Regions from separate parts of the Mus musculus genome. Here regions 1, 2, 3, 4, 5 and 7 are each linked to region 6. The links are chromatin contacts, called in public HiCAR-type, HiChIP or PLAC-seq and promoter capture Hi-C maps. All regions are on one chromosome and are shown on one strand. The core of a region is the stretch at or near the end of the contact, and the rest is flanking DNA. Distances in the headings are between cores, read along the strand shown. Region 1 holds the start of Phyhipl (phytanoyl-CoA hydroxylase interacting protein-like). Region 2 holds the start of Fam13c (family with sequence similarity 13, member C). Region 3 holds the start of Slc16a9 (solute carrier family 16 (monocarboxylic acid transporters), member 9). Region 4 has its middle 72 kb from the start of Fam13c. Region 5 overlaps Fam13c (family with sequence similarity 13, member C). Region 6 holds the start of Tfam (transcription factor A, mitochondrial). Region 7 overlaps Fam13c (family with sequence similarity 13, member C).

The links. Promoter capture Hi-C pulls out the DNA fragments that hold promoters and counts their contacts. HiCAR-type assays count read pairs that join an accessible place to other places. HiChIP or PLAC-seq counts read pairs in DNA pulled down with a chosen protein or histone mark.
Region 1: a HiCAR-type map of astrocytes shows a contact between it and region 6, with 3 times the contacts expected there. The contact joins the promoter of Phyhipl here to the promoter of Tfam in region 6. A contact is called at or near these places in 10 of 39 promoter capture datasets (the 3T3-L1 cell line, the C10 cell line, cranial neural crest and 5 more), 12 of 484 Hi-C or Micro-C datasets (adipose-derived mesenchymal stem cells, cranial neural crest, embryonic fibroblasts and 6 more), 14 of 115 datasets of contacts at active chromatin or transcription factors (PVALB interneurons, VIP interneurons, astrocytes and 11 more) and 1 of 9 other capture datasets (pancreatic islet).
Region 2: a HiCAR-type map of astrocytes shows a contact between it and region 6, with 4 times the contacts expected there. The contact joins the promoter of Fam13c here to the promoter of Tfam in region 6. A contact is called at or near these places in 8 of 39 promoter capture datasets (the 3T3-L1 cell line, 3T3-L1-derived adipocytes, cranial neural crest and 4 more), 4 of 484 Hi-C or Micro-C datasets (cerebral cortex, cortical neurons, embryonic stem cells and 1 more), 5 of 115 datasets of contacts at active chromatin or transcription factors (astrocytes, embryonic midbrain, embryonic stem cells and 2 more) and 1 of 9 other capture datasets (embryonic stem cells).
Region 3: an H3K4me3 HiChIP or PLAC-seq map of embryonic forebrain shows a contact between it and region 6, with 5 times the contacts expected there. The contact joins the promoter of Slc16a9 here to the promoter of Tfam in region 6. A contact is called at or near these places in 2 of 39 promoter capture datasets (cranial neural crest and hippocampal neurons) and 2 of 115 datasets of contacts at active chromatin or transcription factors (astrocytes and embryonic forebrain).
Region 4: a contact with region 6 is called in a promoter capture Hi-C map of hippocampal neurons, with 2.7 times the contacts expected there. The contact joins the enhancer-like site here to the promoter of Tfam in region 6. A contact is called at or near these places in 8 of 39 promoter capture datasets (the 3T3-L1 cell line, 3T3-L1-derived adipocytes, the C10 cell line and 4 more), 14 of 484 Hi-C or Micro-C datasets (the AtT-20 cell line, adipose-derived mesenchymal stem cells, cardiomyocytes and 10 more) and 1 of 115 datasets of contacts at active chromatin or transcription factors (astrocytes).
Region 5: an H3K4me3 HiChIP or PLAC-seq map of forebrain shows a contact between it and region 6, with 5 times the contacts expected there. The contact joins the enhancer-like site here to the promoter of Tfam in region 6. A contact is called at or near these places in 2 of 39 promoter capture datasets (3T3-L1-derived adipocytes and hippocampal neurons), 1 of 484 Hi-C or Micro-C datasets (cortical neurons) and 2 of 115 datasets of contacts at active chromatin or transcription factors (astrocytes and forebrain).
Region 7: an H3K27ac HiChIP or PLAC-seq map of stem cell-derived neural progenitor cells shows a contact between it and region 6, with 4 times the contacts expected there. The contact joins the enhancer-like site here to the promoter of Tfam in region 6. A contact is called at or near these places in 6 of 39 promoter capture datasets (the 3T3-L1 cell line, 3T3-L1-derived adipocytes, cranial neural crest and 2 more), 1 of 484 Hi-C or Micro-C datasets (cortical neurons), 2 of 115 datasets of contacts at active chromatin or transcription factors (astrocytes and stem cell-derived neural progenitor cells) and 1 of 9 other capture datasets (embryonic stem cells).

The regions. Positions count from the first base shown.
Region 1 is chr10:70,597,947-70,601,041 of GRCm38.p6, forward strand. Phyhipl (phytanoyl-CoA hydroxylase interacting protein-like) reads right to left here and starts at 1,345. Exons shown (of 5, transcript NM_178621.4): 1 at 1,059-1,345. The coding sequence starts at 1,161.
Region 2 is chr10:70,438,840-70,442,299 of GRCm38.p6, forward strand. Fam13c (family with sequence similarity 13, member C) reads left to right here and starts at 2,071. Exons shown (of 14, transcript NM_024244.4): 1 at 2,071-2,236. The coding sequence starts at 2,175.
Region 3 is chr10:70,243,380-70,246,670 of GRCm38.p6, forward strand. Slc16a9 (solute carrier family 16 (monocarboxylic acid transporters), member 9) reads left to right here and starts at 1,897. Exons shown (of 6, transcript NM_025807.3): 1 at 1,897-1,999.
Region 4 is chr10:70,367,521-70,370,585 of GRCm38.p6, forward strand. No RefSeq gene overlaps it. Among named protein-coding and RNA genes, the nearest start is that of Fam13c, 72 kb to the right of the region's middle. Within about 2 kb of position 1,436, at least 55 of the 459 cell types and tissues checked have an H3K27ac peak or open chromatin away from gene starts, as enhancers often do. A contact at or near this core is called in cerebral cortex, cortical neurons, embryonic stem cells and 1 more, where this site is marked.
Region 5 is chr10:70,518,552-70,521,719 of GRCm38.p6, forward strand. It overlaps Fam13c (family with sequence similarity 13, member C), which reads left to right. Exons shown (of 14, transcript NM_024244.4): 6 at 2,227-2,374. Among named protein-coding and RNA genes, the nearest start is that of Phyhipl, 79 kb to the right of the region's middle. Within about 2 kb of position 1,805, at least 147 of the 459 cell types and tissues checked have an H3K27ac peak or open chromatin away from gene starts, as enhancers often do. A contact at or near this core is called in astrocytes, cortical neurons, forebrain and 1 more, where this site is marked.
Region 6 is chr10:71,236,018-71,239,400 of GRCm38.p6, forward strand. Tfam (transcription factor A, mitochondrial) reads right to left here and starts at 2,027. Exons shown (of 7, transcript NM_009360.4): 1 at 1,823-2,027; 2 at 899-1,014. The coding sequence starts at 1,923.
Region 7 is chr10:70,483,954-70,487,053 of GRCm38.p6, forward strand. The region is part of intron 4 of Fam13c (family with sequence similarity 13, member C); the gene reads left to right. Among named protein-coding and RNA genes, the nearest start is that of Fam13c, 45 kb to the left of the region's middle. Within about 2 kb of position 1,463, at least 40 of the 459 cell types and tissues checked have an H3K27ac peak or open chromatin away from gene starts, as enhancers often do. A contact at or near this core is called in astrocytes, cortical neurons and stem cell-derived neural progenitor cells, where this site is marked.

The sequences.
Region 1 (3,095 bases), core at 95-2,594, 640 kb before region 6:
ATCCTGCTACATTTAATGACCTTACCGTGCACCAATTAATAGCTCTCATAACTTTTCTTTTAAAATGTTCTATAGCTATTACTCATATACAGTTGAACATTTTCACTGATAATCGTATTTCCATGTCAACCGGTTTTATATGCAGAATTTAACAATTATTTGGCCAATCAGCAATCAGACGACTTCTTTACAAATGAAGTTTTATTCCAAATCACTGAAACAACTCTTATCCTCCAACTAGCCCAACACACCATTCTGTGCCCAACACTGATACTCTAACTAGCCCAACACACAGCGCCGTGCCCACACTGCAGAGTACTAGCTAGCTAGCACTTTAACACTCGGACCCTGTGATCAGTCATTTCCTTTTCGTAGACTGCCAACTTTAACAATAGAGTACTGACACATCAACACACAATGGTGTGTGCTGCACACACACCGAATCTCAGCAAACGTAGAGGAAGGACCAATATCCTGTTCGGATTTTTGACAGCCTCATAATCCCTGCCCAGAACCAAGAGCCTAGTGTCTGTCCTTGGTGCTGAAACGCAGCTTTTCTGTCCCCGACTAAAATACTAGGAGGCTCACCCCAGTTAGACAGACACTCCTGGGGTTCAGAGGTTTGCAAGAGAATGGGTAAGTTTTTGTTCAAGCCTATCCAGTCTAGCCTTCGCGGTGGCGGGTAAGTCCCTGGTCGGGAGACCCAAGATCTGCCTGCTGCAGAATAGGCAACACCGGGCCGCGGACCCGAGAGGCGCCCTCTCCACCGCGGAGCATTCTCCCGCGGATCCGAACGGTTCCTTTTCCCCAGTGGAGCCCTCTCCCGCGGACCCATTGGATCCCTCTCCCCCGGTAGCCTTCTCCCGCGGACCTGAGCGGCGCCCTCTCCTAAAGACCAGAGAGGCGCCCTCTTCCCCCAGCAGCCTTCTCCCGCGGACCCGAGAGGCGCCCTCTCCCTCCAGCAGCCTTCTCCCGCGGACCCGAGAGGCGCCCTCTCCCAGGGACCGGACACCTCCGCCCGCGTCCTTTTGTCTCCCGCCGGTGCCTCCGTTCCTCACCATCACGGTCGCACAGCTGGATGGCCTCCAGGCTGAGGTTCTTGATCTCCTCACACGGACTACTGGGGCTGCTGAGGGCATGGTCCAGGCGCGGCACCTCCATCTTCGCGACCCCGCGTCGAAGCCAGGCGCCAGCGGCCGGCGGGGCGAAGGGCGGGAAAGGCCTGAGAAGGCTGAGGACGAGGGCAACCTCCGGTCGGGAGTCGCGGCCGAGGCGGCGGCGGCGGTGGTGGTGGCGGCGGCGGCAGCGGCGGCAGAAGCTCCTTCGAGTGCGCGGCTCGTAGACTGAACGCCGGCCGGCGCGAGCGCGGGAAGAGCGCGCTCTCGCCTGAAGGGAGGGCCGCGCACGCTCACGGGGGCGGGGCTGGCGGTGGACGCGCCTACCTGCCTGCACCCGGGCCCCGCCCCTTTCCTACCTCTCGCAGACCCCGCCCCCTGCCTGCCGCCCGCCCTTGCGCACACGCGCACGGAGGACAGGGGTCCGGGGTCGCGCCTACCTGCCTGCACAGGGCCCCGCCCCTTTTTTACGGCACGCGGACCCCGCCCCCTACCTGCCGCGCGCGCGTACGCGCACGGACGCGGACGCGCCCTCCGCTCTCCTCTCTAGGGCTCCGCTCCCAGCCAGTGGCGCGCCCACGCTCTGACACGCCTCCATCGCTGCCCTTGTCCTGGGGCGCGCACCCGCAACCTACCTGCGGGCGCGTAGACCGTACCCCCCGGGGCGCCTGTCGCGCGCACGCGCATGCGCGCCCCACTGCTTCCCTGCGCATCCCGACCCCGCCTGCCGCGCGCACGCGCCCTCGCTTGGCTCTCCCGCGCGCCTTCTCCCGCTGGAAGCGAAGGAGGATGGAGCGCGCGAGGAGCGCGGGCTGTGGCAAGCTGCTCGGCGCGTCGCGCTCGCCCGGCGATGGCGGCTAGGCTCTTTTCACAATGCCAGGTAGAGCCGGACGGCCACCCCGGGCTGCGGCGAGGCGAGCGCGCGCCTGTTGCTTGTTGAACACACATTGGGAAACTGAGGCCCGAGCCGCCTAGGGTTCCCGGTCCCCGCTCTGCGCGCCCAGCCGCCGTTCCTCACCAGGCCCCGCAGTGAGCAATGAGCGGCCACCTGAGGACTGCACCGGGCAGCGAGCGCGAACTCAGGTCGGTGCTGCGGGACAGGTGAGGCTACACAGGATGCTGGCGGCTGGCTGCTGAGGAGGCAGCTTCCGGGTGACAGCCACTTGTCAGCTTGCCTCCTCACCCACTCAGCTAACAAACAAGTCTTCAGTGCTCTCCCTGGGCCCGGCATTGTTCTGACTGAAAAATACAGGCTGAAACACATCACCTGTTCTTTGTTACCCTAGAAAATGAAAGGGGGACCTGTGGTCTTCCAGTGATGGCCATATTTGCACGCCCCATTGCTTTCAGGAGCACCTAAGATATTTCAGTGCACTCTGATGGTGCAAAGGTTTTAAAAATAAAGCCTATATAGATGACAGCCTGTTGGCCTCTGTTCTCATTTACTGATTCGGAATGTTATTTTGTTTTTCTTGGTATCACGGGATCAAAAGAAGCCCCTCTCCCCCTTGTATTATTTATAGTTATTGGTAATAATTTATGTTCCATGTTTACTCATTTTCCAATTTCAAACATTGATATTCACCAATAAAAACAATTTACATATAGATTACTATATGCTGCCTTTTCTAGTCACATCCATTTAGCCATAAACAACTAAATCTAGTTAATTGATGTCTCATAAAATGGAAGGCCCCGCTTTAGATAAAATAAACCCGTGAGGAAATTTGGCACAATTGAAGGTTGATAAACATCCGTGTAAGGTAATTTGGTATCATTAAGTGAAATGTCCTCGTTATGAACTTCGGGATTAATGAGATGGACCTTTGTTTTGAGCTGGGAAAAACATTCCAGTATCAAGGTAGGAGATACCTTAAGGAGAGAGTAAATTACTGTTTGTCAAGAAAAATGGTGAATTTCTTATGTTCAAAAACCTAGATCAGCAGAACTAGATATTGACAGCCAAAGCACAGTGGGTTC
Region 2 (3,460 bases), core at 821-3,320, 800 kb before region 6:
TTTCCCAAACTGTTGTTCAGATAAGCCGAAGGCTCCAAAGGAACCTTTGCTGATATCCATCAGTATTGTTCATTCCAGGGTGAACAGGACATCTCATTTTAAAAAGGCACTTGAAAACCTCTTACCAAAAAAAAAAAAAAAAAAAAAAAAAAAAAAAAAAAACAGATGAAGATACGATCAAGAATTGGATGAGTGTTTAAAAACCCCAAGTGGTTTCCATCAGGGTTTTAATCTAGAGTATTCTTAACTTTTAGCCATAATATACTGAACTGACTGTCTTTCTTCTGTATGAATAGTTCTTACAAGCTTTTCTGGATCCTTTCTGTTTGTGGGCTGTGGAGAACTAGTCTTTTCCTCCCTCTGGGCATTATTGAATCTCTGGATTTGTGGAGCACGTTTATTATTTCATTTTATTTTATTTTTATTTTTTAAAAATTTATTTATTTATTTATTTTTATTCTGGTCTGCCATTCACCCCGCCCCCGCTCACCATTCCATCCCCGCCCCCAAGAGGATGTCGCCACCCCCTCCCCTCACTTTACCAGACCTCCCCACTCCCCAGGGCCTCAAGTCTCTCAAGGGTTAGGTGCATCTTCTCTGAGGCCAGACCCAGCAGTCCTCTGCTGTATATGTGTTGGCCGCCTCATATCAGCTGGTGTATGACGCCTGGCTGGTGGCTCAGTTTCTGAGAGATCTCCGGGTTCCAGGTCAGTTGAGACTGCTGGTCTTCCCATGGGGCTGCCCTCCTCCTCAGCTTCTTCCAGCTTTTCCCCAATTCATCCACAGGGGTCCCCCGCTTCTGTCCATTGGTTGGGTGCTAGTATCTGCATCTGACTCTTTCAGCTGCTTGTTGGGCCTCTCAGAGGGTTCATTATATTTTCAACTGGTCCACAGCATATTCATATCAACTGCTGTTTTTCAGGTGAAAGCATTGTTCCTTCTGTTCTAGATGAATCACTGGAGATGTTTACGCAATCAAAAGGCTGGTCTTTCTTCACACTGAACTACCCAGAATGGGCACCACAGCCCTCGAGCGCAGGGGCGTTTGGGAAAGTGACAGTCTTTGGATCTGAGGACAGGAAGATATCCTGTGATTAGACTTCACGTTGCCATCTAGAACCTAGTTCCATGGGACAGTAGGATTAAGAACACATGCATAGTATAGTTCAACACGTAAGTCTGTGATCGTATTTCAAAATTCAGAGGCAGGTCTTTCCAAGTCAAGGTCAACATGTCAGGAAACATGGACAATGGGAACGGGGCAGGGTAAACATCTCCAAGCAAGAATAAAGCGGGGTGGGGGTGGGGCTGACCGGCCCTCCCTTCCCCCAACAAAGTAGACTCCATCAAAGGGAACAACGTTTGTGAGTTGTCATTCCATCCTTTGTGAAGGTGCGGGGCTGCTGTGGGGGTAGGAGTCCATCTCCCCGCCTGGCACGGTGTCCTAGGCATCAGCGAAGGCCTGGAAAGCATTCTACATTCGCCTGCATAGGTTCATTCACATCTCTGTGGTCCTGCGCTGGGCGCTTCCTCTAGCGGAGTAAAATAACAAGAGCGCAGACGGACCTGTCGGGATGCAGCCCGCCCTTGGGAGCCCTTTTGTTCTAGGCAATAAAAACCAACACACAGTGAAAATAAATCAAAACTCAGCATCCATATCCCTCTCCTCCTTCTCGATCTCTCCATGCTTTCAGGAAAAGCGACAGAAGCATCTTTGCTCGTTTGCATCCCTAGGGTGGGGTGGGGGCTGGGGAGGTAACAAGCCATGGGAGGCGGGCATTGTATCCACTGGGGGGTGGGGGGGACGACGCAATCTGTATTGCCAGCTGAGGCTGAGGTGGCAGGCTCAAGCAGCTTGGACTCTCTGTAGCTCCTAGCTGCCTACCAGGGTTGCGCGGAGCAGCTCCAGGTTCCTGAGGCTGAAGCCCCCGGTCGCGCGCCGCCGCGCCCCGCCCCATCGTCCCCGCAGCCTCGCGGGCTGCTGGGCTTTGTGGTTCGCCGGTGCCGCTGGGCCCCTGCTGGGGGTGTCGTCAGGAGCATGTGCAGACAGCAGCCCAAGGTAGAGCGAGCGTGCCGGGCGAGCCCTAAGACTTGCCTGGCAATGCCATGTTTGTGTGGGTGCTCTAACTCCGGGAGAGCAATTAGGGAGACGGCTCCCCGGCCGCACTTGGCTCATGTTTTCTTGTTTCTGTTTCAGCCTTCAGGATAATTCCTTCGGCAGCGCCGCTGTAACTGAGTAAGTGCTTCTTGCCCTTACAATCGACTTGCATTCCTGTCTCCGAAGCAACTATGGTGAAGGTATCCCCTCCCGCTGCCACCCCACTCCACCCCACCCCACCCCTGTCCCCAAGCCCTCTTTCCAGGCGATGCATTGTCTCCTGGATCCTGAGGCTGCGAGGCTGGCGGGGCCCACAAACCTCACACAGGTTGCAGCCAGTATTTTGGCAGCTCGGGGTGGAGGGTGCGCGGGGGTAGGGAGTGAGGAGCGGAAGCGGGGGGTGGGGGGAGTAATAAACCTAGCTTGATTGCTGCGGGAGGCTCCGTGGCCCAAAATATGCAATCTTGGAGCTTAGCTTAAAAAAAAATCTATGTGACATGTCAGAAAGGAAGCTGGGTTGTATTTTGCCAACATGAGTGTCAGTTTTCATGGAGTGCACGCAGTGTACATTTGCCCCAAATAGACGGATGTGAGCTAGCAGGAGTTTAATTCCAGCATATTTAAACAGGGTAAACTCACCTTCCCTCTCCGTGTGTACAGATTTTTAAGACACAGTGCGGTAAACTTTTCTAGATGCCTTTTTGTGATTTTTCTCGTCTGGCCACAATAATGTGACTATAGAGAAACGCCTTGCCTGACTAACAACCTAATAACAGTTCATAGTGGAGGGAAGGGAAATAATGTTTTACTCTAGGCCAGCCCGTGTGTGTGCGTGTGTGTGTGTGTGTGTGTGTGTGTGTGTTGATATTGATAGTGCTTTGTTTTTATTTTGGTCATCTCTTCCTTAGTATTTTCTTAATAGAATCTATATATCAGAGGTGAACGTGGAGTAGATTTTGCTGGCACTGTATGCAATTCACATATAGCTGGGAGTATAAACTATATGTATTCCATTTTATCGTAGGGAAATTAGTGTTTACTTCTGGGACCTTTTGGTAAAAGCTACTCGGTAAAAGCTTTTTGCAGCAGGCTGTGTGTGTGTGTGCATGCGCAAAGTTGTGTATCCCACTACTTAAGAGAATTGTGAGTTTCATACAGAGGCTACAAGTGGCTTAGAAGCTGTTTGCTAAAGAAACCTGAACAGTGACGAGAGCATCTTTTGGCTTTCAGATCCTGCCACTGTTGCAGAGACTTGGAGAGGGAGGGCTGAGGTTCCACTGTGCTTTCTGGGCCTCTTCCCCATGCACTTTTGCTTGTCTGGTTTGCTACTGACTTAGTACCCCGCTTTGAGCTCATCTAAGT
Region 3 (3,291 bases), core at 647-3,146, 990 kb before region 6:
AAATAGGCAGGGTTTCCCAAACAGTTTCACAGACAGTAACTTGTTTGATCTGCACGTGAGGGCATCCGCATGTACTCTGGCAGCTGGAATCTATGCAGATCAAGGAAAGCTTTCCAAAGTACCTGTTCCTGAAGCACAGAGGGGGAGATGAGATAGGTTTTCAGGCAGCTGTAGATACCGTGAGTGAACACAAGTCATCCGTTCTAAATGAGACCACCATCGGGAGTGGATACAGAGCCCCTTTCTTCTTCACAAACACATTTTTAGGATGCTGACAGCTTTTCCTTTCTTTTTCCTCCCATAAGGTTTTTGTTTGTTTGGATACTACCTGCCTTCCATGGGCACTGTTTTGTTATTGTTTTTAATTGGTAGTGTTTCTTTTCAGATGAGGTCTCTGTAGCCCAGGCTAGCCTAAAATTCATTATGTAGCCCAGGATGGACCTGAACTCCCAGCGATCTGCCTCTTCAATTGGGTATAGGTGTGAATCACCACAGTGGGCTACTGTTACTATTAAGTATTTTTCTGATTTTTCTTCCACTTTGAGTGTGTGTGTGTGTGTGTGTGTCTGTGTGTGTGTTTCTCAGCAACAGTCCACCTTGGTTTTGAAGAGAGGGTCTCTAAGTGAGACCCGGAGCTTTCTAATAAGGGTAGCCTCTACCTCTTTGGTGCTATGGTTTTGACAGCAGCTGCAGTCATGCTTAGTTATACTTGGGTGCTGGGGGTGGCAAGTAAGCTCTCTCCGGGGACAAGAATAATATGTTTGAGAGGACTTCTCCATAACCTGAATAGAAAGGGGGTGTTGGAGAGAAGCGCTAAAGCCACTTCTCAGGGTGGTGGGCATGGCCAGATTCCGTACCTTTTCTGACTTCTCAACCCTCCCCCACTCTCCACGATGCAGGCAAGATTCTGAAAATATCATAGATAAGGAAATAAGCTGAAAAGACCTAGGTGGCTCAACTCTTAACTTTGCAGGAGGTAGTCCTTGCCGCCTAAGAACGCAGGCTTTGCGTGGTATGAAGGGAATTCTCACGCTGTTAGATAGACATAGTTCTCTTCAAGAATTCAACAGACAGAAAGTTAATGGGGCAGAGGGTGAGCACACGCCACATTGCAGACATATCCCTGGAGCGAACGGTGTCCACACATTCGTTAGCCCCTGGAACCCTAAAGTTTTCTGCAGTGGGCTTCGGTGACAGCGCAGAGAGCCATGCATGGTAGGTAGCTCCAGCGTGAGTTGCTTTGCACCACAGCTAGTGACAGCCTGGTTCTACTTCAAGACACCTGACGGTCTTCACATAACTTCTCCCTCCCTCTTCGACCTCCTGGACACCCGCCTTTCCCGCGGAGTTGTCCCAAAGGAAAGCCCTTGGCATCTTATACTCCCTACTGCCAAAGAGTACCAACTTCACAAAGTTCTAGGTTTCTAGTTCGCTTTCCTCTGGGATCTCTGCCCACGAGTACAGCTCTGGCCAGGAGGCTCCCAGCGACCCAGGGAAGCCAGGGAGAGCAGGCGACCCTTGTATTCAGTTCCACACAGGCTCCTCGCAAATGCACACGGTGCTTGGCGGGGGGTATGCGGGAGAGCTTCGGGAGACCAAGGGGACTCGGGTCCGGCCCTCCCCCCACTCCTAGCCGGGCCTTAAGCTACGGGTGTAGACGCAGCGCCCCTACCGCCGGCTTTTCCACCGCCTCCATCTCCTCCTCCTCCGCCTCCTCTTCCTTCCCCCAGCGGGCGTGCAGTCTCAGCCGGTTCAGACTGGCCAGGGTGCCCCTGCAGAGGAGATCTGAGAGTGGGACCACCCCGGGAGTGACTTCCCGGGGTGGGCGGTGGGGGTGGGGAAGGTGGAGCCGGCCGGGCGGGCTGCACTCCATGTGTCCCGAGGGCAGAGGGCGGCGGCCGTATATTGCGCGCAGCGGGACTGCTCGCCCAGCGCAGGGCCCGGATCAGCAGCTGCGGCCGGAGCTGCGCCCGCGGCCCCAGCCGAGGCCGGGACTCAGGTAAAAACCCCAGGAACTGGGAAGGTCCCGGCGGGAGCTGTCCCCTCACCCTGCAAACTGCACCGAAAGGAGGCGGTGCTGTCACCCGCGGGTGCACAGCTACCGGCCGGCTTCTGGTCTGCCCGGGCTGAAAGCGTCCTGAGAGCGCCGCGGAGCACTCTGCACCCTCTTCTAGAAAGAGTAACTGCCTCTGCAAAAATACTCGTAGGGTTGCCTTTTGCAGGGAGAATGGGGGAGATGAGAGCTCGGATGTCACCAGATGAGTCTCCTGGGATACCTTCTACGTGTGACCCAAGTGGGTCCTCACTTCCCAGAAGGCCGCTCCCGAGGAGGTGGGCTCAGGTGCTGGGGAGAATCCAGGCTGGGGCGCATAGGTTTGGTAAACTGCAAGGACAGCAGCTCACGTTGCGGGCAGATCCTGCTGGGTTCCGGGCAGGGCAGCACCCGGGCTGCGCTACAGGGTGTAGGAGCCTAACGGCCAGGCGGCTCCTCCGCCACCTGAACAAAACTTAGAAGGATTTTGGTGCGCATGCCTCAGCTCTGGTTCGCCTAGGGAACCCTTCTTTGGTTTTAGCCATGCACAGAGGCTTCAGGGGAAACAGCAAGCCATGGAACTTGACCATCAATCAGGTCGGGATTTTACTTCGTTCTTGGAATGTCAGGTCTATGCAGCACAAATGATCCGGAAAGTTTAGGCAGTGTTTACACTACAGATATTATTTACATATTATTTATGTTGATATCTTACTTGCCTCATTGGGCCCATCTGATGGGCTACAGCTCAGTGGTAATAGTTAGACATCTTGACTTGCCCAGATTGGCATGTTCACCTAGAGCAGAGCAGAGCAGAGCAGAGGCCACTCAGATACTCTTAGGCAACAGACGGAGTGAGCTAGGTTGGAGAAAGAAAGGGTGTGCCGATTGGTTACAGCCTCCGTTAAACACTTTGTGAGCGCAGAGAGTAGTGTCGGTACCCATTAACCACCCTCGACTAGCAAATAGAAATTAGACAATAAAATCTTTTCACCTGCCAACTGGCAATAACTTGTATATTCAGCACCGCCGATGTCCGAAGAGCAGGTTTCCTTGCTTCCCATCCTTCTGTGTTTGGGTAAGTGGAGAGACAGGGATCCTACTCGTCTCTAATGAAGGTTCTATAGAAAGGGCCAGGGGCGTGGTAAGATGGCAAAGAGTGACATTAGGAACTCTGGACTGGATTTTTAAATTTTTTTTCTTTCTTTTCTCTCTCTCTTTCTTTCTTTCTTTCTTTCTTTCTTTCTTTCTTTCTTTCT
Region 4 (3,065 bases), core at 186-2,685, 870 kb before region 6:
TGTGTGTGTGTGTGTGTGTGTGAGAGAGAGAGAGAGAGAGAGAGAGAGAGAGAGAGAGAATACTCCTGCGTACTCTTCTATGCCATGCCATGCACACGTGGGAATCAGAACACAACTTTTGGGAGTCAGTTCTCTCCTTCCCTGATGTAGGGCCTGGGAATTGAACTCAGATCATCATGCTTGGCAGCAAGTGCTATTAACCATGGAGGCATCTTGCTGGCTCATCTTCTGTTTAACTCAGCATAATGCAGCAGTGGCAGCGGCAAAATTAACAAGCACAACGAAGGTAAGAGTCCAGAAAATGTGTGCATGGATACCAAACTCTCTGGCCAGGAATGGGTGAGGGTAAGAGAAAAGTGGGCGTGGCAGACTAGATTTTTCTCTTTTTCTGCCTCGCCTCGCCTCGCCTCGCCTCGCCTCGCCTCGCCTCCCCTCGATCTTTCCTTTCCTTTGTTTTCTGCCAAGGCCATTGCTGGATCAAGGAAGAAAGCAGAACAGGTGAACAGGAGCAGCCATCTCCCCAGCAGACCCAAGAGAGCATCATACATAGTAAACGGAATCTCTCCACACTGGGATTCTATTGCAACAACTGGATGCTCCCCTACTGTGTAAGCTGTCTCAGACAAACCCCACAGAACAGATGGAACAACCCACCACTCCAAACATCTCTTCCTGGCTCTTTGCTGGAACCCCAGGGGGCAAGATATCCACAACCACTAGAAACAATGTCTTCCGACTCCTAAGCAGACACTGTGTCAGCCTCCAGCCTCCCACCGGCTGCAAAGAATAAAAATAAATGAACCAAAGACCAGACCATCTTGAAACTTTTAAAAGTTGATGCCTGCATTTGTTGGTACAATGAGAATGGACAGAACCTGGACTTTGCTGGAAGGGGCCTGGAGATTGGGGGGTGGAGGTTACATTGTCATTTCTGCACAGAATAGTTCTGCATTCTGTGTTCTGTGGCAGAAAGGCAGCAAGTGCTAGTTTTGGCCTTCTGTCCCAGGCAGTACTTTGGGAGATTCTAGTGTAAAGCTTTTATGCTTTTTCTCCAGGTTCTTTCAGTTACTGTAACTTCTGCTCCAAGGGGGTGAAATTAGAAGTAAATTCTTTCTGCCTTATGCTTTGGATTCCCCAGAGTCTGAGAAGGAGTCAGATTGTCATTAAGGCTCTGCATCTCCCCAGGGTGGCTGAGATGGCTCCCCCCCCCTCCCCCCGAAGGAATACCTTCTGGCTCTGTGGTGCAGGCTAGTGGCTGGCAGGTGCTGCCCAGCTAATGAGCATGCGCCCAGCCTGGGGACCATGTTCCCCAGCCCTGCGGGCTTTGCTGGTGCAGTGTGAGCTGACTTGTAGCTGCTGTTTTGAAGCAGCTAGGGACACTTTCCCGGGCTTTCAGCCTGGTTCCCAAAGCGAGTAGTTTTACCGCCCTAAAGCAAGATGGCGCCACAGGGCAACTGGAGTCTGACTCCTGAATGGCTGCCTGCCTGCTCTACACCAGCCCAGGACTGTAATAAACTCCTATTCTAATGTCCCCCAAAACCTTTGTAGTTTATTTCAGTGTAGACTAGTACCTTTTTGTCAACAGCATCCAAGTTTGTTTTATGGAACAAAATAGTAGACGCTTAGTCCAAACTTTGAGTAGATTTCCTTTCTGGTTTTTGTGTTTGGATTTATTTTCTGCTGGAGACTGAACAGCACACTCTCACTGAGCAAGCCTTCTGTATTCCCAGCTCCACTTTGATGTTCCTGTTTTTATTTTGAGACAAGGTCTCACTGAGCTCCTTAGGCTGGTTTTGAACTCACGATTCCCTGCCTCAGCCCCGTAGCTGAAGTTCCAAGCCTGATGCTGGAGTCTGAAAGCATTCATATCTACTGCAGAGGACTGGCTAAGAACTCTACAGCTTGCCCCACTGGGGTGCGCAAGTGACGCTGGAAACACAGGGCGGTGGGGTCTGCAGTTCCTTTAGAAGATGTCTATTTACTCGGGCAGCTCACAAACACAGTCCTTCCATGGAAGTCAGGGCCTTGCCCACACAGCCTGCTTTGCTAGGGAACATGGCTGCAAAGAGCTTCCTTCTCACCTGGGAAGGCTTGGAGTTCCTGGGAAGCCTTTGGTCTCAGGTGATGAGCCACCTCAGCCAGAAGTCCCTTCTAACCCCCCCCTCCCTCTTCCTTTTTTGTGTCCCCCACCCCCACCCCCTTTCCCATAACTCAGCTCTGTTCTCCAGTTTGGGATCTGGCCCAACTGTTGTGTTTTCTGCTTGCCGCACACCCCATTCGACAGGACCCAGTGACGTTATACACTGATGAGGCACAGGGCTAAGTCGACAGGTGGCAATCCACGCCTCTTCCAGGTGAATTTGGAATAAACACAACTTTTGAAGGGTACACTTGAAACCTTTCAGGTTAGTTTAATGCACGGCGGCATTTGTTTCTGTACTTTAAGCTGAATTGAAATCCTCTGGAAGCTTAAGCTGCGTTTTTCATCTTGCTTGCTACTGTGTTGGTTTTAGGGAACAGCGTCTTTTTTTTTTCTTTTTTCTTTTTTCTTTCTTTCTACATGCACACTTTCTCCCTTTGAGACTAAAAAGTTGGGGATATCAGAAAAAACAAAACCAACCAACCAACCAACTAATCCAAGCACGTTAATTTTCCAGTCCTCAAGGTGCTAACATTTCCTTTTACAATAAAAAAAGGATTTAAACTGGCTTGCAATTCACAGAAGAGCTGTGATAGCTACGCCTGTTTTACTTGATTGACAGCCTGCTTTAGAATTACTCTTTAGGAACCAGTATCGATGCTCTTATTAACTAAACCCCAGAGTTTATTTCTGTTCCTTAATCTTTTTTTTTAACATAGTGTTTTCTTCACACACCACCCCTGAATTTGAGACAAGGTCTTGCAATGCAGCATAGGTACCCCTCAAACCTGATATCCTCCTGCCTCAGCATCTCCTGCTGATTACAGGATTACAGGTGTGTACTGTCACCTTCTTGTTATCAGTGTGTTACCGTTTTGTTTTACAGTAGAAAAGAATGCAGTTTTAAACCAGCCTTTAACTTATT
Region 5 (3,168 bases), core at 555-3,054, 720 kb before region 6:
TGGGTGCTCACAAAACTGTCCAAGCCTTTGAGTTCAGTTCTTTCCAGTACATACCTGACAATGAGGCTGTGTAATATGGTATCTGTATCCTTAAGATACGCAGGGCCCACCATGCTCTTTCCTGCATGGCTCTATCACGCCACAGTTCCATGGCATTGTCTAGCTCTTTACTGTACATGAAAGTGCTTGTGAAGAGACCATTCTGATTTCCTTGATGTCGACCTTGGTGTCCATCAACTGATTGATATCCACCGAGTGATTGATTGGTTATCATCAACTGATTGGTATCTACCAACTGATTGATTGGTATTCATCAATTGATTGGTTACCTCCAACTTATTGGTTACCTCCAACTGATTGGTGTCCTCCAACTGATTGGTGTCCTCCAACTGATTGGTGCCCTCTAACTGATTGGTGACTGATGGCTAGATTCTTCTAGAAACTTGGTGCCTTTGCTCTATCTGCTTCTCTTCTCAGCAACCTTGAGCTCTCTCTCAGCTGCTGGAGTCATGTCCCAGCAGGGAGAAGAGGGCCACGGAAATCATCTACTCTCAGGCTATGCTTGCTGCTTTGGCTGTTAGGAATCACCTCTGAGGGCAGACAGTGTTCATGTCAGCTCGTGAGCGTATCTGTGCCCGGTGGAGAAGGGACCTGAGTTGCTGAGGTGCCCACTGACTTCAGAATGTCTGAGAAAGTTTCAAACATCCCTCGGGGGAGCATCATGTGAAAAACACTGCTGCCATGTCAGCTCAGTGGCTAAAAGCAGTGGGGAGAAATTGGTAGAGGGATGCGGGAGGAGATACTTGGGTAGGTAGGCATACAAGAGTGTATATAAGGCAGAGTGTTGTGAGTTAGAGGCACAATGTGAAGGAACAGGGGTTGGTATGAGGGTATTGAACATGCATGAAGAAGGATATGGGCCAGTCAGAAGTAGGGGTGTATGTGTGAAAGAGGAGGAAGAGTGGGGGGTCTTGTTAGTATGGGAGTGGTAGGTAAAGAGATGTGCTTGTAGAATAGGGTATGTAAGTGGGGGTTGAGGTTGGCATGAAAATGTACATAGTATGAGCATTTGGGGGTTAAGGTATGTTAGAGTATATGTATGTGTGAGTGGTATTGGAGGCAAGGTGTGTGGGGGAGGTGTGTGTGTATGTGTGTGTGTGTGTGTAGGTATGTGGGCCAGGCGGGGGTTGGAGCTGTAGAGTGGGGTGCTCCAGCGTGTGCCTGCGTGGCATATGTGAGGGGGCGAATAGTGTAAGAGTTGCCGATGTTGGAAGGTTTGGGTAGGGAAGAGGACCAATGGCCCTGCTTCCTGTGGCTGCCCTTGCCGCAGCTGGAGGGAGGTGGGCGGATTCGTAACCTGCTGAGCTGTCCCGCTGTGGCCTGGAAGTGCCCAGCCTGGACTCAGGCATGATTCATTTTCACCTGCCAGGGGAATCAGTTTGCCGGGGCTGCTGCATCAGAAGTGCGTCAGTCTGCATGACTTGTCCTTACTAAGAACCTGGGAGAAATTAAAAATGCGACACGAGGGGGTAGGCGGGAGATTGTACTGTAGGCTGCAAAGGATCAATTGCTCTCCATCAAGTAGCTGAGTTAGGCTAAAGGGGCCAGCGCCAGCTCCCAAGACTCCTTTCCCCAGAGGAGGCAGCTGCAGCATCCCCCACCCCTCACCCCCGCCCCCTGCAAGAGAAGTAACTTTAGAAGGCGTGCTGTAAAGCTAGGTGAAAGGGCCCAGAAGCCCCTCCTAGATGCCAGGCAGCCTCTGCAGCTGTAACTCTTTGTGTGCTGCGGTCTGCCGCAGTCTGTGTCTTGGAGGGACGGTGGCTTTTATGAATGGTAGCCTGGGAGTGGCCTAATGTCTGGCTCCTGATGTCAGCACAGTGAATGAACAGTTGCGCGGAGGAGCGTAAAAGCCCCAGCACTTGCGAAGCGGACACCTTCTGAGATTGGCTCTCCAGATGCAGTGTCTCTTGCTGACGAAATCCCAGGTCCCATGTATCACGGATAAACCGTATACGTTAGGATTGTAACGAGCCAGAAACTGAAGCTGCTGAGGACCATTGTGCATCTGACTGGGGACCAGCAGCTCCTTTCCCCGAGAAACAGCTGCAGCTAGCCGAGACCCCTTTCCTGCCAGGCACCGGACGAAGCTGCCGGAGAGCTGCAGCCCCCAGAGCTGTGTGTTAAGGCAACCGCTTAGCTGGCTTCATGTTCTGCTTTTGTTGGCAGAATTCCTTGCTGAAGCTCCAAGCCCTCGAGTCTGGTCTGTGCTCCGCGTTTCTGACGACCCAGGAAGAAGATGGCCAGGTGCACGGAGTTAAGGACCCGGCCCCAGCTTCCACGCAGAGTGCGCCTGCCGACAGCGCAGATCCTGCAGGTAAGAGGCAGAGTCTGGGGGATGTCCCGCGTGGTACTCAGGAGACAGCTCAGCCTCCGCCTGGACTCCGGACAGAAATGATGCAACATCAAAGCCCAAGCCTAGGAGCTGCTGAGGGGGAACGGGAGGTTTTAGGATTAGTTGCCAGGCAGACTTTCTTAAATGGGAGTCAGCTGGAAGCATCGGGTTACAACTTCTTGCAATTTTTCTGGTTGCTCTGTAATGAGGAGTAGTGTGTTCTACTGGACTTAGATGGTCTGTACTATCTTAAAACTTAGCATGCGTTTGGGACACTGAGGACCAGGGGAGTTTCATCTCCTCTGTTCACTCTCTGTATAACTGATCTTACGCTGAGTAAGCAGGGATGAGTGGTTAGCTCTGGGCTCATTCCGATCGTGTATCCTTGTTCCAGCTTCTTCTGCGTCTGATTTTTTTCCCCCTTCGGTTTTTCTACTTTCAATCCTAGGGACGGCTGTTTGGCTAGCCAACAGAAGGCAAATTAATACTCTCAGGAAGAATTCCAGAGGAAGGAAATAGCAATTTACCTGAGGAGGAAGTTTATCCTTCTCTATACAAATCTGACAGAGGCTTGCAGCCGGCTCCCTGGATTGAGGGCGGGGCCTCAAAGGGCTTAGGGAAGCTAGCTCTAGAAGAGGCCTGTAATCTCCAGGGTTTAGAGGAAGAGATTGGAAATGGCAATCCAATTCAGTAGCATGAACAGCAGTCCTTACTTAACACACTTCTGTTTAAGAACATCTCACGTGCCCTAAGCAGGCCGGATGGTCATCTGCAGT
Region 6 (3,383 bases), core at 777-3,276:
AAAATAATCCACCCATCTCCATTTCTCCCTCATTCTTAACTGAGGATACAGCTGCTTCATCAACCATGTGTTAGTGCCAAGTCTTCCATTTGAGAAGACAGGGGAATTCCTATAAGCATGTCTCTTCATCTCCTATCTACAAGGTAAGAATTTCAGTCTGATTTCCACTAGCATCCTTCGAGGTACTGGAAGTAAAAGAACTTTGGAAATCCTAAGGACTGACTTATTAATCAGCTACTACCTTTACACCGTATAATCAAATGAAGGCCCTACAACCCTTTCTTAGGCTTCCTGGAAAACTTTTCTAGTTGTAGATCTTTTTCCCACCTTCAGGAGCTTAGATAATTTCCAGTTAAGTTAATGATTTATACAGACCATTATTGTATTATATAGAACACTTCCCGATAAGTTATTTTATTGCACCTTAGACATTACAAACAAGCAACTGCCCAGGACAACTAGGCCTCAACTTTATCTCTTTTCTCTACAGTGCTCTTCACTCTACATGCTTTTGGTTTTTTGGTTTTTTTGGTTTTTTTTTTTAAGATTTACTCATTTTATGTATATGAGTACACAGTGGCCGTCTCCAGACACACCAGAAGAGGGCATAGGATCCCATTACAGATGGTTGTGAGCCACCATGTGGTTGCTGGGAACTGAACTCAGGACCTCTGGAAGAGTCAGTGCTCTTATCCACTGAGCCATCTCTCCTGCCCTCTACATCTTATTTTAAAACTATTTTTCTCATTTATATTTAAAGAACTTCTATTAGTTAAAAAAAAACTTATACAGACTACCAAAGAAAATGACTGTACTAGATGCTCTGGTAATGCAAATCAAAGATTGCAATTAAAAAAAAAATCATATCAGAGAAGATCATAAGCCCCAAACTCCTTACCTGGGTGTTTAGCTTTAAATTTGGGTAGCTGTTCTGTGGAAAATCGAAGGTATGAACTCATAGGTTTCTTTGGATAGCTACCCATGCTGGAAAAACACTTCGGAATACAGACAAGACTACACACAAGTAAAAAGAACGGAATGTCAGATACGTGTAACAGTCATACACAGATCTCAGATTCTAAGTACAAAGTCAGCCAAGGTGCTGTACATCCAACACCTCCACCTAAAATGCTAATAACTAGCCCAGCAGTTGTGGCACAGGCCTTTAATCCCAACATTCTAGTGGCAGAGCAGGTGGATCTCTGTTAAGTCAATGACAGCCTAGTCTACAAAAGGAGTTCTAGGACAGCCAGGGCTATGCAGAGAGACCCAATCTTTTAAATTAAAAAAAAAAAAAAAGTCAACCAATCAACCAAAAAAATATATAATCGTAATAACCTTTGAGTGCATTTCCCTTCCCTCTGCTGTGCTAAGAATTCAATTAAACGCAAGGGGCTTCAGCTGTATAAGCTCCATAACCGACTTACTTTAACAACCTACCCTAAGCAAAAAAATAAAAGAGGTTGCAGGGCTGAGGCTTGCAAACAGGGCAGGTTTGGGTGACCTAGCCAAACCAAAGAGGGGTGAAGCAAGTCCTAGCATCATGGGTGACCTAGCCAAACCAAAGAGGGGCCTGCAGGGCTAAAACAAGTCGTGGCATCCTGGGTGACCTCCTGGCAGCGTCCGGGCGAGCGTTCCGCGCCACAACTTCAGGGCCCGCCTCCAAGGCAGAAGGAGAGCGCCCTAGGCGCCGAAAGGTAGAAGGTGACAGGAAGTGGGGTCGGGTACCAAAAGGCGCGAGACCCCAGGCGGCCCGGAGGACGAGGGTGGGACGAGGGCAGACGGACGCCTGAACGAACGGCGTCCCTCGCCCGCGGCCTACCTGATAGACGAGGGGATGCGACCCCCGCAGCCCGCGCACATCTCGACCCCCGTGCGCCCCAGTGCTTTTAGCACGCTCCACATTCCCCGGAACAGCGCCATCGCTCGGGCCGACGAATGATGGCCCGGCGCCGTCCGGTTCGTCTCACGCAATACGGTGCCTATGGACTGCCACACTACCAGCGTGGGAACTCCGGGGGCTTGTTATCATGCCCGCCGCGCGCGGGGTACTGTGGGAAGCCCGGACTTCCGGTCCGCGGCAGGAGGCGGGGAGGACAGGAGGTGCTGTGCGTCCCCCACCGCTCAGTGGGCGGGGCCGGGCCGAGGAGGGGGCGGAGCCTGAGGCTAGGGAGGGTGGGCCTGGTCTAAGGTGGGTGTTGCTGAGCGGCGGCTTACCCCCAGGCCCCTGCCATGTGTTCTCCTGGGCTGCCTGCGTGCTGTTGCTGGACCATGGGCCTGGGCTGCCTACTGAGCTTCGTGACGCTGGTGCTGCGGCTTGTGTCACAGTGCCTGGCTACTGAAGTTAGAGATCCGTGGTACTGCTGATGCCCCAACAGCAAACTGCATGTTTCATGAGTCCGCAGGAAAGCCCACAAGGCTACTGGAGGGGTGGAAGAGAGGGAGGAGTGGTCTTGAAATGGATCGCCTTATTTATCTTCTCTTTAACAATTAATAGAAAGGAATGAGGGTTCCCAAGATGGCCCAGAGCCTGGCAAGCTGAGTTCTATCCCCAAGACCTACATGATTAAAAGAGAGAACCAACTCAAACAAGTTGCCCTCTGACTTTGACATACACACACACACAAACATGTACACAAAAGGAAATGTGTCACGAAAAAAAAATTAATAAACTGAACCCAGCTTGATGGTGCAGGCCTGTAATCCCAGCCCTTGGGAGGCGGAGGCAGGCATTCAAATTCATCCCCTGCTACATAGCAAGTTCAAAACTACATGAGACCCTGCCTCAAAACAAAAACCCAAACAACTAGCCCTCATAATAGCAACAAAGCAAGAATATTCTTCACTTGATCTTCTCCAAAAGGCTGAGAAGCGATAGCAAAAATATTCTTATATTAATACCTGAGCAGGGCATGCCAGAGCCCTGAATATTGTTTCCCACTTTGCAGATCACGTGGACTAGATGAGCTTAGCCAGCCAAACCACTGAAATTGTGGGACCAGGATGGACTTGAGGTAGTGTACAGTTTGTGTCCTACAAAAAACTCAATTTTTGTTTGTTTGGTTGGTTTTTTTTTTTTTTTTAATTCAATGGCATGGAAAAGATTAGGAAGATCTAAAAATGGTCAAGGGCTTCAATCTGTTAAAATATGTTGCTTAAGGTCTGGGAATGTGGCTTAACTGGTAGGGATGCCTGCCAGGATGCACAGAAAGCCGTTGGCTTAGATCCCCCCCATAAGCCAGGATCCTCACATAGAGCAGGCATGGTGTCTTAAGCCTCTAGTTCCAGAACTTGGGAAGCTGAGGCAGGACCACAAGTGCAGGGTTATCCTTGCCTACAAAGTAAATTCCAGGTCAGTCAGGCTAGAGACTTTGTTTCAAAGG
Region 7 (3,100 bases), core at 213-2,712, 750 kb before region 6:
GCAGTACAAATACAGCGCCTATGTGGATGTGTAGTGAGGGGACACATTCGACTCCCACAGTGTTGTAAACGATTATGAGTCTGTTTTGAAAAATCTAGAGTTTTCAGCTTTTGTTTGAAAACTTCCAAGAGTGGGGCTGCCTGGCGTATGCATACCTTGCCTCGGTATGCATACCTTGCCTCGCACAGATATAGTGATCAGACAGTCTCCCTGACCCCGCCCCCCATTTACTTATGCTGGCTACTTGGCATTTGATTAAGGATGCCTACTTCAATCCTCTTCCTGGCAACTGCTCATCTTGCGAGCTCCAGCTAACTCCTCATCTAGAACGCAGAGGCCAGCAGTGTTTTTTTTTGTTTGTTTGTTTGTTTTTTTTTTTTTTTTTTGAGACAGGGTTTCTCTGTATAGCCCTGGCTGTCCTGGACCTCACTTTGTAGACCAGGCTGGCCTCGAACTCAGAAGTCCGCCTGCCTCTGCCTCCCGAGTGCTGGGATTAAAGGCGTGGACCACCACGCCCGGCCCGGCCAGCAGTGTTTTAAAGACCCTTTTCTAGTTGACAGTTTACATGTTACCACGGACTTTTGGTGCCTCTGAGTACTTTTCAGATGTTTGGCTACTCTGGATGCTCCTCTGTGTCTGGTATTTAACGAGATCAGTACACCTAGAGAATTGCTTTTCCCCTCGGAACTAGAAAGCCCACCAATGGCTTACCACACACAACCCAGAGAGGCTGTGGCTTCCTTCGGTTCTCACTCCCGTGGGTTCCAGGGCCAAGACAAGAACTGTAAATCAGTTTAGAGCAACTGCATGAATATGCATCAGTTTAACTGAGGTTTATTGCTAAAGCCTATGCCTTCAGCTATGAGAAAAGAGGGGGAATTCAGGAATCTCAGAGACTGCTAATGAAGGTGGGGATTTCTTCCCCAGCCCAGTGAATTTACTTTGGAGAGTGATTAACTCACTTGTATTTAAAATACTGTATTAAAATTTATGACAAAATTAAGCCTTCAGTGTCATTAAAGACCTCCTCTGTATCAACAGGAGCTGTTTCTCAGCAGCATTGGTATTAATTAGGCCGGTGGCTAAACTGGAAGCTCACTGGCTTCTTTATCTGTGAGTCCCCAGTTTTCCAGGGAGCCGTGGACCCTGCGCAAGCATAATAGCCTTTGATGCTTTTCCTGTTTCTCTGTTTGTGATCCTTTAGATGAAAGGAAAGCCTGAAAGCTTTGTTGCTTTTTGGAGAGAGGAAGTTTTCTTGGCAGCTACTTTTCCTTGGGGGGAATAAAGCCTTTTATCTTTTGTTTTGAGACAGTGTGTGTGTGTGTGTGTGTGTGTGTGTGTGTCTCACTAGTTGTTTTTATTTAAAAAAATTTTTTTTTAAAATAGAAGTGAGCAGATTCCTAATGAGTTCCGCTTGAAGGAGAAAAGATGTTTAAGAGGCGAGCGAGCGGGACAGAGCTTTCTAGCAATACAAAAGGAGCTATCCCCATGCGCATGCGTGGACTGTTCCAGGGCAGGGGCTCTGAGCATTCCCACACCTGCTTTCTCTTTATTGAGCTACTTGGGTTCTGTTTGGTGTTTTGTGAGAAGGGCAGGGATGAAATAGAAATAGCAAATAGCTTCTCTTACTGATGTCAAGACTCCCTAGTACACGCTTGGGTCATGAGCGGGTTCTCTGGGGTGTGTTTCAAACAGCAAGTCCCAATCCCACTTCCTTCCTCCCCTATAGACACAGACCAACCTGTGAGATACAAGAACATTTGCATTAAGAAGTTCATGGTCTTACAGGTGACCTTGCTCGTCTTGGTCTTTTTTATTTTGTTTCTTGGCTAATGAGAGCAGAGTCTCATTAGCCATAAGTATTCCCAAAATCACTCCATGGCTGAAGATGCCCTTGAACTTGTGATCTCCCTGCTTCCGTCTCTCAGGTTCTCTTCTAATATAAAGAGTTGGTTCTTCCAATGAATGGTTAAGGCCCTTTTGGCTCTCATATTGAAAAAGCCCACTGCTTTAGCTGTGTAAAAGCTTAGACATAGATGGACATTAGTTTAAGAATACTGGTTCTCACTGACACAGATAAAAATATTTCCCTCCTCTTGTTATGGAGACCAGAGTTCCACACGAAGTCCTTGCACTGATTGAAGAAGACTTCGTGATCATTACGGGAAGGAAACCCTGTAGGTATTTTCTGCTTCCCATCTTCCTCCCCCTCCTCCTCCTCTAAGAAACCCACCCTTGGACATTTGATACATAGTTATCACTTTTATCTAACATTGGTGTGGTACAAGGCAAAGGGACATTTATTAACATTGACAGTAATAGTAGTAATAGTAATTAAAATAATAATAATAATAATAATAATAATAACAATGTTGGAAAATGTAGAAATTCATCCACATGTTAGTCTTGTAATCTTTCCACTTATATAGAACCACTATTGTAATGTTCACTTAGGCCTCGTTGCTACTGTTTCAATGTTGATGTGAAAAAGAATTGTGTGTGAAAGAGAATTCCTGCTGGAATGATACTTGATTCCAGTTCAGACCAGTCTCAGAGTAGACAGGACCACCAAGAATACTTTCGGAGCACAGAATACTTAAATGTATCCACGAGTTTGTTCAAGGTCAGAGAGCACCAAGTAGGCTGATAATTATCACAAGATGAGTTTGCTTCTGTCTAAAAGGAACAGTCTTAATTTCTAGAACTAAGCATTTGAACATCCAATTCCCAGAAGGAACATGTTTGATAAGCTTAGGGATCATTGTTAGATGCATTTCCTGGAGAAAGAACATGCTGTCCTTGATGACTGAATGTTTTAGAAACCTTGGTGGTTTAACGTGGGGTAGAGTCAGGAACAAAAGAGACAGAGGTGTATATGAGCTGAACGTCAGCTGAGGACTCGGACAGTGGGTTCAAGGGCTGTGGTCAAGGCCACTTGGAGACCGGGAAAGTTACTTCTCATCTTCTCAGTGATGCAATGACTTCTCTTGTCAACAACGCTGTCTCTTTTCAAGATGTACACTACATACTATGTATGCACTACACACACAACACACAAAGATCCCTTTCGTCTCCTCTCTGTATTTTTTTCTTCTGTTCA